2 separate regions of the Ovis aries genome follow, and region 2 is linked to region 1. Evidence: chromatin contacts called from public Hi-C data. All regions are on one chromosome and are shown on one strand. Each heading gives the region's core, a stretch centred on a gene start, on an enhancer-like site or on the middle of the called end of the contact. The rest is flanking DNA. Distances are from core to core; before and after follow the strand shown. Region 1 holds the start of MAP3K3 (mitogen-activated protein kinase kinase kinase 3). Region 2 overlaps MAP3K3 (mitogen-activated protein kinase kinase kinase 3).

Evidence for each region. Hi-C and Micro-C count contacts between places; a contact is called where the count stands out from the background.
Region 2: a contact with region 1 is called in a Hi-C map of blood, with 2.2 times the contacts expected there. The contact joins the enhancer-like site here to the promoter of MAP3K3 in region 1. A contact is called at or near these places in 5 of 16 Hi-C or Micro-C datasets (blood, liver and omental adipose tissue).

What each region holds. Positions count from the first base shown.
Region 1 is chr11:47,638,864-47,644,971 of ARS-UI_Ramb_v3.0, reverse strand. It overlaps MAP3K3 (mitogen-activated protein kinase kinase kinase 3), which reads right to left and starts at 2,158. Exons shown (of 16, transcript XM_027974351.2): 1 at 1,814-2,158. The coding sequence starts at 1,817. It overlaps LOC101102824 (translational activator of cytochrome c oxidase 1), which reads right to left. Exons shown (of 5, transcript XM_004013018.5): 5 at 5,940-6,108.
Region 2 is chr11:47,693,515-47,699,622 of ARS-UI_Ramb_v3.0, reverse strand. It overlaps MAP3K3 (mitogen-activated protein kinase kinase kinase 3), which reads right to left. Exons shown (of 16, transcript XM_027974351.2): 8 at 5,823-5,884; 9 at 3,899-3,966; 10 at 3,617-3,709; 11 at 2,545-2,736; 12 at 1,877-2,025; 13 at 1,131-1,262; 14 at 521-650; 15 at 1-159. Among named protein-coding and RNA genes, the nearest start is that of LIMD2, 13 kb to the left of the region's middle. Within about 2 kb of position 3,087, at least 18 of the 54 cell types and tissues checked have an H3K27ac peak or open chromatin away from gene starts, as enhancers often do. A contact at or near this core is called in liver, where this site is marked.

The DNA.
Region 1 (6,108 bases), core at 909-3,408:
TAGTTCCTTTCGTCCCCATCACTGTCTCTCCATATGCTCACACATTTACGTTTTTTGAAATGATTTTGAAATGTGAAAACAGGCTGACCTCTATTTTATTATTAGGCACGAAATGTAGTCAACATATCTGGACACTGATTCAGCACTCGAGAAAGTGGAAAATAGGAGGTCTGCACACCCTTAAGTATTCACACTCCCCTTTGGGATTTAAGCCTGTCCCCGCAGGATAAAAAGGAAAGACTGATTAGAAAGATTATCACAAATGTAGGTTCACAAATCAATTCAAAGATTTAGTGTGATCATCAAATTCCAGAGCACAAGATAAATGTGCGAAACCTGGGGAGGACAAGAAGAATTATGTACCCCATTTACAGTAAATGCTCAACGAGTATTTGTTGAATTACGTATTTATTCAATAAATACCAGGCCTCACTGAGTTCGTTTTCTGCTTGCTGTCACAGACTTTGCCCAGAAAAGCAAGCACTTCTGAAATAAAGCATGGGAAGGAAACAGCCCAATAAATGAAGGAACCCATTCCTTACTGTAGAGGGGCAGCATGGAACAGAACAAGGCAATTCATTCAAAGCCAGAGTGTAAAGATGGGCCACAAAAGATTATCTGCCCAATGTGACACAGCAAACACTCAGCCTCCTACAAAAACGACTTGACCTTGCCATAGGGCAAAGCAAACATTAATGTTCCCTCTTCACAGATGGAATCAGTGGCTGTGCAAATGACCCCTTAACTGAAGTTTACCCCTTGATTAATTAGGACAATAACAAATACTTTGCAAAACTTGCCACTGCAGACAACTGTATCAAAATAACTGATCCAACAAGAGAAGCAAAGTACATCGAACATGTTACTGCTACTTAATGAACTCCAATAGTCGTCTGCTAAATTACCACAAAGGACATGAAATATAATTCAGTTCAAATGCTGCGTGTGGAAGACATTAAAACGTTCCTTAGACTACATCTTCACAACAGAAATTGCAACCATCGATTAAAAAGGAAATGATTTCAGAGATTTTTTTGTGTAGTGAATGTTTCTCTCTTTCAAAAGTTACATAATTTCAGGGACACCGCTAGATTAAACTAATGGATGTAAAACACTGCAACGAGATTTTTCAAAGAGTAGGATGTGTATTATCACTGGCAGCCGATTCCCAAACTCCAGCAGTCTGCGTGCAGCTCGCATTTCTCAACCGCGCGGTTGATAACAGTGATTGCCATTTTAATCACCTCGCAGCCTGTCTCCCCGCACGCCCTCCCCCCTGCGCTGGGGCGCGCACAGGGCTAGAGAGCAAGCCCCGGGAACTCTCACAGGCCGGCCTGTGTGAGCAAAGGGAAGGAAATGACACAGGCAGGAAAAAAAAGCAAATCAAGGAAAAGACACAACAGCAGCTAGGCCTGCACCAGCCTCCAGCCCGGGCCCCACACTGCGCTCGCGCTCCCCCGCCCTCGGGCTCGGGGTCCCGCTCGCTCGGCCCGGAGCGCGTTGCTCCGCCGAGCACGGGCCCTCGACCCGCTGCCGCTTCCTCGGGATGTGCTGGCCGCGCGGCCAGGAAAGAGGCGGCCAAGTGGGCTCTGCGGACCGGGGCCGCCCTTGAAGGCCGGGGGAGCCAGAACCCCCACCCGGGCCGCGAAGCCGCTAAGCCCGAGCGGGGCGGGCGGGCGCCGGCGGTCCGCAGCCCCGGCCGGGCGGGCTGTCCATGCCTGTCAGGCGGCGGCCCAGGGTCCTCCTCCCCTCAGCCCGGGGCGGGGCGACGCGAAGCAGCGCGGGCACAGGCCGGGGCGGTGGCGACACTCACCCATGGTGGCGATGGCGGCGGCGGCGGCTCGGGCCCGAGTGTCACCTCCGCAGCCGGAGCTGCATGCCGGGGGCCCGGGCGGCGGGGACGGCAGCGGGCCTGGCTCCGCGCGGGGGGCGCGGGCTGCGCTCGGGGCCCCCGCCGCCTCCCCAGGCTCCGGCTCCGGCTCCGCCCGCGGCCGGGCGCTGTGGCATGGGCAGGGTGGCCCGCTACATCCCCGGCGCTCCTCGGCTCGGCCCAGCCCGGCCTCGGCGGCGCCGCTCGGCCCGCCCGACCGCCAGTCCCTCAGTCCCGAAGTCGTTCCGTCCGGCCGCCGTTCTCCACCTCAGGAACGCTCCGAAAAACAAACCGCTGGTCGCGCAGCTCGCCACCCTGCCTGTCACTCACCCCAGCACTCGCCAATCCTAGCCAGCCGCTGGCCCATGGTGCCACCCCTCACTCATTTCACCACCCAATAACAAGGAAGAAGTCGCTGCCCCCACCGCCCCTCCTCCCCCAGCTCTCTCCAACACCCTAACTCTCAGCCGCCAGCTAATCAACGGCACCCCTCGATGAACCAATCCCGCCTACTCTCGCAGGATGCCAATAGGCGAAGCCAAAGCAGTTTCGGAGGGTTGTCTACCCTCTGCCAATCATCGGAACAGCTCCCGGTTCACTCCGCTGCTAGCCAATCACGTAGAAGGCTCTGAGCACCCTCCTCTGCGCATCCCTCGCAAACTTGCCCGCCCTCTCTCCCCGGAGGTGTGGGTTTTTCCAATCACAGCTCGCGCTAGAGGCTCCGCCCACATTCCCACCTCCTGTCAGTCACCCAAGTCTCGGCTGGCGCGCGGGCTGGCGCGGTTCCCCGCCGGCTACTTTGGGGCTGGAGTTTAGGAAGACGTTTGGAGGGGCCCCATTGCCTCCCGCCCTTCCAGCTCTCCGCGGCTCCTGAGGCTGACGTCCTGCCCCTTGGTGTCCCCACACCGGCGCGTAATAAGCGGGGAGGGTTCTGGCTCTGAGCGCTTCCCGGCGTGTGGCCACCTCTGCCGCTGGACCCCCAAGCAAGTCCTCCGGTCCAGAGGCTGCGCTTGCCCGGAGGCAGGAGCGGTTCACCACTGCCTGCCTTTTCCTAGGTCTCAACAGTCACACACCCCAAGGGGCTGGGGTAGTGCCGGGAAGTGGGTCCTAGGAATCTGCTGGCCAGGGCCGAAACCATTAAGTGAGGTTCTTTCGGGAAGAAAACTTTTTTTCTGGTCATAAAAGCAACACAAGCTCTTTGTATTAAAATTGAAAAAAACAGAAACTCCACCCCAGAGGTATTTTGTCTCTTTCCTACCTGAATATACAGCGTTTGATAAAAACGGCTTCATTTTGTTTTGTAGTGTGCTTAAATTTTACCCCGTTTTCCCGTGCCACTTAATATTGTCTCCCAAAACGATTGTACTTGACTGCATGATATTTCAAAATAGAGATGACCATAATTAATTTTCCCAGCCTTCATTGTTCAGCATGTTATACACCTCCATCTTCAGATTCCAAGGCCGCCACAATCCGGGCTCCCTTCCTCGGGCCCCTGTTCAGTGTAAGATAAATCAGACGCCAAAAACATCTTCCTCTGATGTCGCTTTCAACTGTCAACCAAGAACCTTTAGTGGTGGCTTTACCTTGGGTATCAAATCTCTTAAGAATTACTTTAGACCTCTTCCTTTAAATCCACATCTTAGATTTAGGAATATTTGCCTGTATTCAAAGGTCTACTCAGCAGCATCTCTTGGAATGTCTAAAATACAACTCCAGTTTAATGTGTTTTACACTGAATTCTTGATTCTTTGCCCCTTCCCCACAAAACCTTGCTCTTGTTTTCCCAGTGGTAAAAATACACACCAAGGAGGCATCTTCCTTCATTTCACTCTTTCTCTAACATTCCTCTATCCAATCATCCAGCAAGTCTTTTCAGCTTTCCTTTAAAAATGTATCTGAATCCAATTACTTCTCACCACTTACACCCTGGTGCAAGCCACCACCCTACCTACTGGGTGACTGCCCTGGCCTCCTAACTGGTTTCCCTGTTTCCTCTGCAGCCACCTAACAAATGATGCTCCACACAGCAGCCAAAGTGATCCTTGTAAAATGTAATTAACATCATGTCACTCCCTGCTCTCAACCCTCCGAGGGCTTCCCATCACACACAGAATAGACCCAAACTCTGTCATGGCCATCCGGGCCCAACAGGAGTCGGCCCCCGCCATCCTCTCCCCCCTCACCTCTCCAGCTCCCTCAAATCACTCCAGCCACACTCGCCTTCTTTCCATACTTTGAGCTTACCAGGCTCAGGACCTCTGCACTTGCCCTTTGTTCCACCTAGAAATGCTCTTCCCACAGCTAATTCCTGCATTTCATTCAGGTCTGCTCAAATGTCAGCTCTCAAAAGTGCCTAACCACACCATCCAAGATAGGCCCTCTCCCCTCCAACATTTTGTATTTCCATATGCTGCCGTATTTTTCTTCACAGAGCCTGAAATTATACACTGTTTGCTCCGACGACAATGAACATAAGCCGTGTAGGAGCAGGGACTGTGTTCCGTCCACTGCCTGGTCACCAACACTTAGAACAGTGCCTCACACACAGCAGTGCATGCAATACAACAACAGAAGTCTTTAGCTGGAAACAGCCTCCTGATTTTCCCTCTACCTTCCTAGCAACTGATTTTTTTTGAGGACTCCATTTCTGTTGTCTGTCACTGAACCAGCCATCTCAAACATCCCCTCGCTGCAGTCACCCTACTGGGCTTTCTTCTGAACTTCAGAGACATCACCCATTGAGTATTCTGCAGGTCCTTCAAATTCCACCGGTCCAAACTGATCTGATCGTTTTCCTCCATGTTCTCATTTGCTCTCTCCATCATCAGGTCCCCAGCTTGGATGCTTTTGAGTTATCAAACTTGAAGAGTTCTTCCTCTCCACTTCCCTTCCCCCACAGCTAATTGTGGCCATGTCTCCAATCTGTCCACTCCCCTCCCTGTCCCAGCTCCACCATCCTAGTTCAAACCTCCCAAGCCTATTACTCGGAGTATTCAGTGTAACAGCTTCTCAAGATCACTCCATCCAGGGTGACCTTTTAAAATGGATCCCTGAGCCTGCCATGATCTCCTGAAAGATTTTACAGTCCCCATTACCCTTAGGAAAAGTCAAATACATCAATGTAGTTAAGAAGGACCTGGAACCATTTCTTCTCCAGCCATAAGTTTTTCCATTTCCCACTTCCAACAACCCCACCATTCAAATTCTGTTCTGGCCACACAGAACCACTGGTAGTTCCTCAAATATGACTTTCTCTCGCCTCTAACCTTTGCATATTCACTGTCTCGAACACCCCTCTCCTCCATTCTTACCCCCACCCTCATTCTTTCAGGGAAGAAGTAAGCCTAAACATTGCTCCCTTCAGGAAGCCTTTCCAGGCAGAAAGCCCTAAATCTGGGCACCAGAGCACCTAGTACTTTATTCATCAAAGCACTTGTCTTACTCTACTGTAACTGCCTTTAAGAAAGTAAGCATAAAGACAGGAGTTGGGCCTCTCCTTTGGGGTTGGCCTGCTCCCACGTCTCAGGAGAGTACTATCCTCTAAAAAAAAAAAAAAGCAACAACAACAAAAAATAGAAGCTGTGTTATTCAAAAGAGATGGCCTACCATCTTTCCTGGCACATTCAAAAAACAAATATTTGTTGAATGAATAGGTGAACCTCTGATGGGGATGTTGCTAACTGTTATTTCCTTTAGCTCTGTATTTTATCTTCCCTTTCTATGTTGTTTCTCTCCTCCCCCTTCATTTTCCCCATGCGAAGCCTCCCAACTGGGCCAGGCCTTCTCAGGCCTATCACCCTAGTTTTACACTGAGTAGGTGCTTCTGTTTAAGCGCCTGAGCCATCCCTGACCCCAAGTTTCATGACCCAACCCTAGAGCTCAGGGCCTCCGAGTACTGGTCCCATTAAGCAGCCACGCACACACCAGCTGCACATTCCTTTCCACTTCTCAAGAGCGCAGGACACATGACAGGGAACATCAAATACCAATGAATAAATTCTCTGAAGGGATATCTCAATGAATTTGGTGTAAAACAGAGAAACAAACCAAAAAACCTATCACCTGATTTGATGAAAATTCTTTTAATTCAGAGGTAACATAGAATATATTCAGATCACCAGTTCAATCAGTTAGGTTCTCTGCTTTGTTTGTACATCTTTACATTTTTACATATTGACATTTATGTCTAAAGAAAAACTGCTTTGTGTTTTGTAATTCCACTTCTATAAATTTAT
Region 2 (6,108 bases), core at 1,838-4,337, 54 kb before region 1:
CGTAGCCCTCACCGCTGATCACCTCGGGGCTCATCCAGTAGGGAGTGCCAGTGACTGAGCGCATGCCCGTGCCGGACATGCAGATGGTTTGCAGGCGCTTGCTGGCCCCAAAGTCCCCCAGCTTCACATTCCCAGCAGAGTCTCGCAGGATGTTGGCTCCTAAGGCGTGAAAGGGCAGAGGCTGCAGCCCTAGACCCCTGGCACTTGCCACCATCCTCCTTCTGTCCCTCCCTCTCAGTCCAAAGGGCTGCTGGGTAGGATGGGGGCCTTGTGAGCTGGAATGAAACTGCACAGAGCAAACAGGCTAGTGGTAGGAGGCATCTGCCCTACAGCAGTGAACAATCACCATAGCCAGCATCTGCAGAGCCCTTCACTGTGTTTCCCCAAATCATTTAACTGATCTTCACACCAGTCCCCCAAGGAAGCCATTAGGGTTTCACTTTTCAGAAAGCTCACAACAACCAGGTGGAGAGTCCCTGAGTTCCCAGGTCATGGGGAGCCCAGAGCCTGCCCCGCTCACCCTTGATGTCCCGGTGAACAATCATGTTGCTGTGCAGGTAGGACATGCCTTCCAGTATCTGCCGGGTATACTTCCGGGTCACGCTCTCGGTCAAAGCGCCGTAGGCCTTCAGCTGGTCTTTCACTGAACCCTAAAGCCACAGGAGTCAGAGGGGTCACTGCAGGAAGGAGGAGGGAAGGGGGCAAGGCTACTTCCAGCCCCCAGTGCTCACCAAGGGACTGAGGTCCAGTCCCCATCTGTGACAGGCCAGGCACTTGGCTAAGGGCTGTCAGTCAGCTTGGAGAAAAGTATGAGACAGCCCTTCCCTTAGGCCAGGGTGACCCAAACCCAGAAGGGAGGTCTGTGTGCTCCACGTAAAGGCAGTACCTACTGGACAGTGCAGCTGCCCTGTAAGCCTCAGGTCAGAAGAGCCTGGGACAATTCTCACCCCACACCATCACTGCAGCTAGACGCAGGGCCTGCTGACTCCACGTCCTGCCCCTGCCTCGCCTTTCCCCTGGAGCCTCTGGAGTCTCAGGTAACCAGACTCATGTCAAAGGGACCCCTCGCCACAGCCCCAGTGCCATGACAGCCCCTCTCTTGCTGTCCGCCTGCATCACGGGGCACATACCCCTGGCATGTACTCCATGAAGATGGTCAGGGTCTTCTCGGCGCGGTCCCGCAGGCAGCCATAGTACTGCACTATGCGCTCATGCTGCAGGTTCTTCAGCAACTGGATCTCGCACTCCAGAGCACTCACCTCCTGGGAAGGGGCCCAGCGGTCACTGAGGCTTGCAGGCCTCAGTTCTACCTGCCTGGCGTCAGCTCAGCTTGCCCTAGCCAGTGGCCTCAGAGGAGCCCATCTGCCGTGGGAACTTCGGCTGGAGAAAACGGGGAATGTCCCGACTGTCTGGCGCTTACCCACAATGCTGGCTAAGCCGTGGGGCTGGGCACTCCCATGCTGGAAGGCAGCAGATGGTGGGGTGGGACATGGGTTTGTGGGTGCAGTTAAGGAGTTCAGGTAACTGCTGAATTTGTCCACTCAAACTGGAGTGAAGGCCACAGCCCAAGCTAAGCTCCAAAGACAGGGTCCTTCCTGGCTCAGGGGCTGGGAGAGAGTGGCATCTGTCTGCTGAGGTGGGGGTTGGGGGGCAGGAGCTGCTCGTTGTGGCACTGGCCATCCAAACCAGTCTGGGTGGTTAGGTACTTTGACACCAGCTAATCTCTCCCTAGGACCGGGGTAGATGGTAAAGGAGCTTGGGAGGAAGAACAATGGGAGAAACAACCTGTAGCATCTCAAGCAATTAGTCTGTGCAACAAGACAGGCATTTTGTTGAGAAGGAGGAATTGGAAGTCAGACCATAGGGAAGGCAGTACCTTGCTTGTCTCAGGACTGTCTGGGTCAAACTGCACCTGCTTGGAAGCAAGTTCTCGTCCGGTGTCCACGTCATAGCACAAATAGACCCTGCCAAAGGCACCCTGGCCTAGGAGCTTCCCCCGGCGCCAATTAATGGGGGCACTGGGAGCTACAGGAGAACAGAAGGAAAGAGCATCAGAGTTTACACACTTATTTCCCGACATCCTGCCTCATTGTCCGAAGGCCCGAGCTGCCCCTCACCCGGCATCATCACACCTCAGCACAGCATCTCCACCCTCACCTGGAACAGGCTCAGGGTCCTGGCCAATCAGACCTCAAGGCCCATGCCCTGAGAAGCACAGGACTGGCTAAAATCACAGGTAAATGCTTATCTGAACTGATTAAACACCTTCATATTTCCAAGGCCCCCGATAGCTCATTCTGTCAGGGAGTAAGCAGATCACTCTTCAGTTTAAATGTGGAGAAACTGAAGGCCAGAGAGGAGTGCCTCATCACGCAGTGGAGTGAAGACTAAGGTCCAGGGGGTCTGCGGCCCCTCAGGCTCTTCCCCTGGGTACGGATGGGCCAGGGCAGCCACCCGCCGAGCCCAACAGCCCATTGGACTCGCTGGCCCCCCGCCCTAAGCATCCCCTAGGCAGGCCCTCCCCAGCCAGGGCGCACTGCTCACACTTGGTGGGCACACTCCTCTCCTGCACAGAGAGGGCATTCTCGCTGTCAGCGCTCCGCAGGCGCCCACGGGGGTCCAGGTACTGCACCGCCAGGCCCAGGTTTTCGCCATTTGTACTCAGGGAACGGCTCGAGGGCACCAGGGTGAACAGGTTGCCTTGATGACGCCGTATTCGGGGAAATGTTCTTCTGCCTGAAGGGGTGCAGGGGCCAGAGAAGAGCAAGTCAGAACCCTGAGCACAAGGCCAAATGTGCCAACCAGGTCATAACACCAGCTCCAGTCCATCCGCTCTTCCCTCCCACCTGACTCTGGCCAGAATGGATGATGTCTCAAGCATCCTGAGGATCAGGACAAAAGTAGGAATCAGCAAGCAGCCAAGGGGTTTAGGGAAACCAGCCAAAGGGAAAGCACAGGGCTGGCCCTCATGCCCCACAACACCGTGGGGCCCACCCACGGCTGCTCTCTGTTTTCTTTGGCATCGTAACCCTACACCTCTGTGGACGCTCCATTCCGTTTGCTGCCTGAGGCAGAAGAGGGCAGTGGAGAGTTGGCGCCTGGAGCACTCCGTGCCCTCAGACAAAGGACTGAGTTCCTGGAGGCAGTATCCATCTACAATACCATCCTCCTTTTGAGATCAGCCTAGGATTTCCCTGGAAGGAATGATGCTAAAGCTGAAACTCCAGTACTTTGGCCACCGCATGCGAAGAGTTGACTCATTGGAAAAGACTCTGATGCTGGGAGGGATTGGGGGCAGGAGGAGAAGGGGACGACCGAGGATGAGATGGCTGGATGGCATCACTGACTCGACGGAGGTGAGTCTGAGTGAACTCCGGGAGTTGGTGATGGACAGGGAGGTCTGGCGTGCTGTGATTCATGGGGTCGCAGAAGAGTTGGACACGACTGAGCGACTGAACTGAACTGAACTGAACTTTTTAAAAAACCCTGACTCTACTGCCTTGTCAAGCCTGAATGCAGTTCCTCAGGAAACGTGGGGCCTGGAGTGCCTCGGCCGCCCCCTTCCGGTGGCTGTTCCTGCGGTGGCCAGCAGGGGGCAGCGTAGAGGCGCACTCACCATCGTTGTAGTCCTTGTGGTGCATGGACACGTGGTAGCGCCGGGGGTAGGTGCCACCTTTGACCCCTTTGTCATAGAGCGGAGTTTCACGATCTGAGGAAGAGAGAGGGGTCACTGGCTGCCCGATAGGCCCTGGTGAGTGCCTCAGGGGAGCCTCCAGGTCACCTGAGACCTCAGAGCAGCAGGCCCCAGGAAGAGTAAATACAGTCCTGGCTTCTCTTCCCCCCTGAGCCGTTCAGGGCAGACACCTTGCAGTGCTCACCCACCCTCTGCAGAACTCACCCGAGAATTCCTGTCTGTTGTCTGGGAAGCTCTGGGCTCTCGACATTCGTGATTTCCGGAAGGATGGGCTAGAAAAACAAAATGAATCACACAGCAGATTTCAGGGTCCCTCCAAAGTAGCTCACCAGGTCAGAGGGCAGGATACCCAGACACACTGCTTTTTCTGACTCCTTTCCACACATGTCATTATACAGTAGGAAGCAGAGTTCAAGAGAACTTTCCTATGCTTCCTTTCTCTTCACTAGTCTGAGGCCCACATCTGACAGGACCCTGCATAATGAGGCCCTCCAGTGCTCCCGATTTCCACTGGGGGGCAGAGTGCTGTCTCTTACCCTTTCCTCCCACTCTGGTAACAGGAAGAATGCAAACGATCCCTTGCTCAGGGCAGTCATAAAAACAGTAATAACATCCAGGATCTTCCTTTCAGACTAATCATCACTATCCCCTCTTAGAGATATGGAAAACTGAGGAACAGAGAGGTTAATGGACTTGTCCAAAGCATTCGACTAATATTTGGTGGAGTTGGGTCTATATGGCTCCAGGTCCCATGAAGGGAAGATGAAAGCTCTGACCTTCGGTTATGCTGGGCCCCAAGGAAGTAAGTCCAGGTCACTGAGTCTGACTCCCAAGGAGATGAAAACAAACCCAATGGGGCCACAGGAAAAACTCAAGAATCAAGAGAGTCATCTTTACCAGCATCCACCTGAACGGTCCTTTTCCCTCATGTGTGAGTGCCTTTGGAGAAGATCAAAACTCAGAAACTCTCAAGGCAGTGGTGCAGGGACTGTCCTCTACTTCCCAACTGCCAGACTTTTTGTGGTCCTGTCCCACACCTCCCCTCCCCACCAGCGTGGCCACAAAACTCAGAAGAGAGTTCACAGCCACAGTTAGTCCCTGTCCTGGAAGAGCCCTCAGTTTGCAGCAACAACGCTGGGACTTTTACCAGTGCCTTCTTGCTCTTCTGCTTGGAAAGCCTAAAATAAGGCTTCAAATTGGATGCCAACAAGCAACTGTAACTGTGCTCTATGATGCCTGGAGGGAGGCCACGCTCATCAGAGCACAGATCTGTTAGAAGAGACACAGTACAGACATGGCCAGGGTCAAAGGTGATTGTCCGTATGAGCAATTAATCAGTTCCACAAAGAGAAGAAAACCCTCTGAACTGTTCAGTGGCCTCTGACCACAGCCCTAAGCCCAGCCAGACACGGTCAAAATGTGCTCCTGGGCATGATGAGGTCAAAGAGAGAGACTGGCTGGATCAATGCCAAAGCCATCTCTAAACACCCCTGCTGACTGACGAACCAGCTCCACAGACTACGGGGTGTGTAAAGGACAGCACTTGTTCCCTCCCAAAGTGTAATAAGAACACAGCTGGTGCATAAGATTACACACCAAGCAGGCAGCGTGGTAAGCTAGGCAGTCTGGATTATTTTGTTTTCTGGTTTTTATACCCCAGTTTCTTTTTCCACCAGAAAAACTTGGAGGAAAGAAAAAAATGAAATTAAACCTACAGGTAATAATTCAATCTTGTCCCCAAAACACCGAAGGTCCACTGCTTCTCAGTCCAGACCTCAGCAATGAGGCCAGGGTTACCATGTATTATGTGGGAAGTCAAAACACATAAAAAGTGCTGGAAACAACGGAGCCAGCATTTCTCCATGTGAGCTGCTACTATGACCTATTACATCCATCTAATTATACAAACAGAACATTCTCCTGGTGTTTGGAAAATTAAGGAGAGGGCTCGGAATGCTAGCGAGAAGTTTCTTTCCCAAAAGCATGAGGTTCTAGCCATGGGCCTGCAGACCAGTGTCTAGTTCAGGGACACACACACTAGCTAACTCTATTTCCTTAGCTCATCAGTTCCAAAAATGCCTGTGCACCAACTCCTGAACTAGCCACAATCCCATACCTGTCTGCTGACCTGTCCAAGGACTGGCAGCTTCCCGACAAGGAGTTTTCAGCACTGCTCAGAGGATCCAGCATCTGCAAGGCAAGGCATACAGTAAAGCCCCAGCCCCAGCCCCAGCCAGGTACCCAGCCAAAACCAGCAAACGGTCCTTTTTTTTCTCCCCAAATATGAAAGTGCCCTTTCTCTGCCTGGGCAGTGGGAAGAATGGTTAGGCAGGTACCGTTCTCCCCCACAGTCTGAAAGGCAAGTTTCCAGGAGTGAGAAAAATGCCTGGCTGGCATCCCAAGGAGCTCTGCCA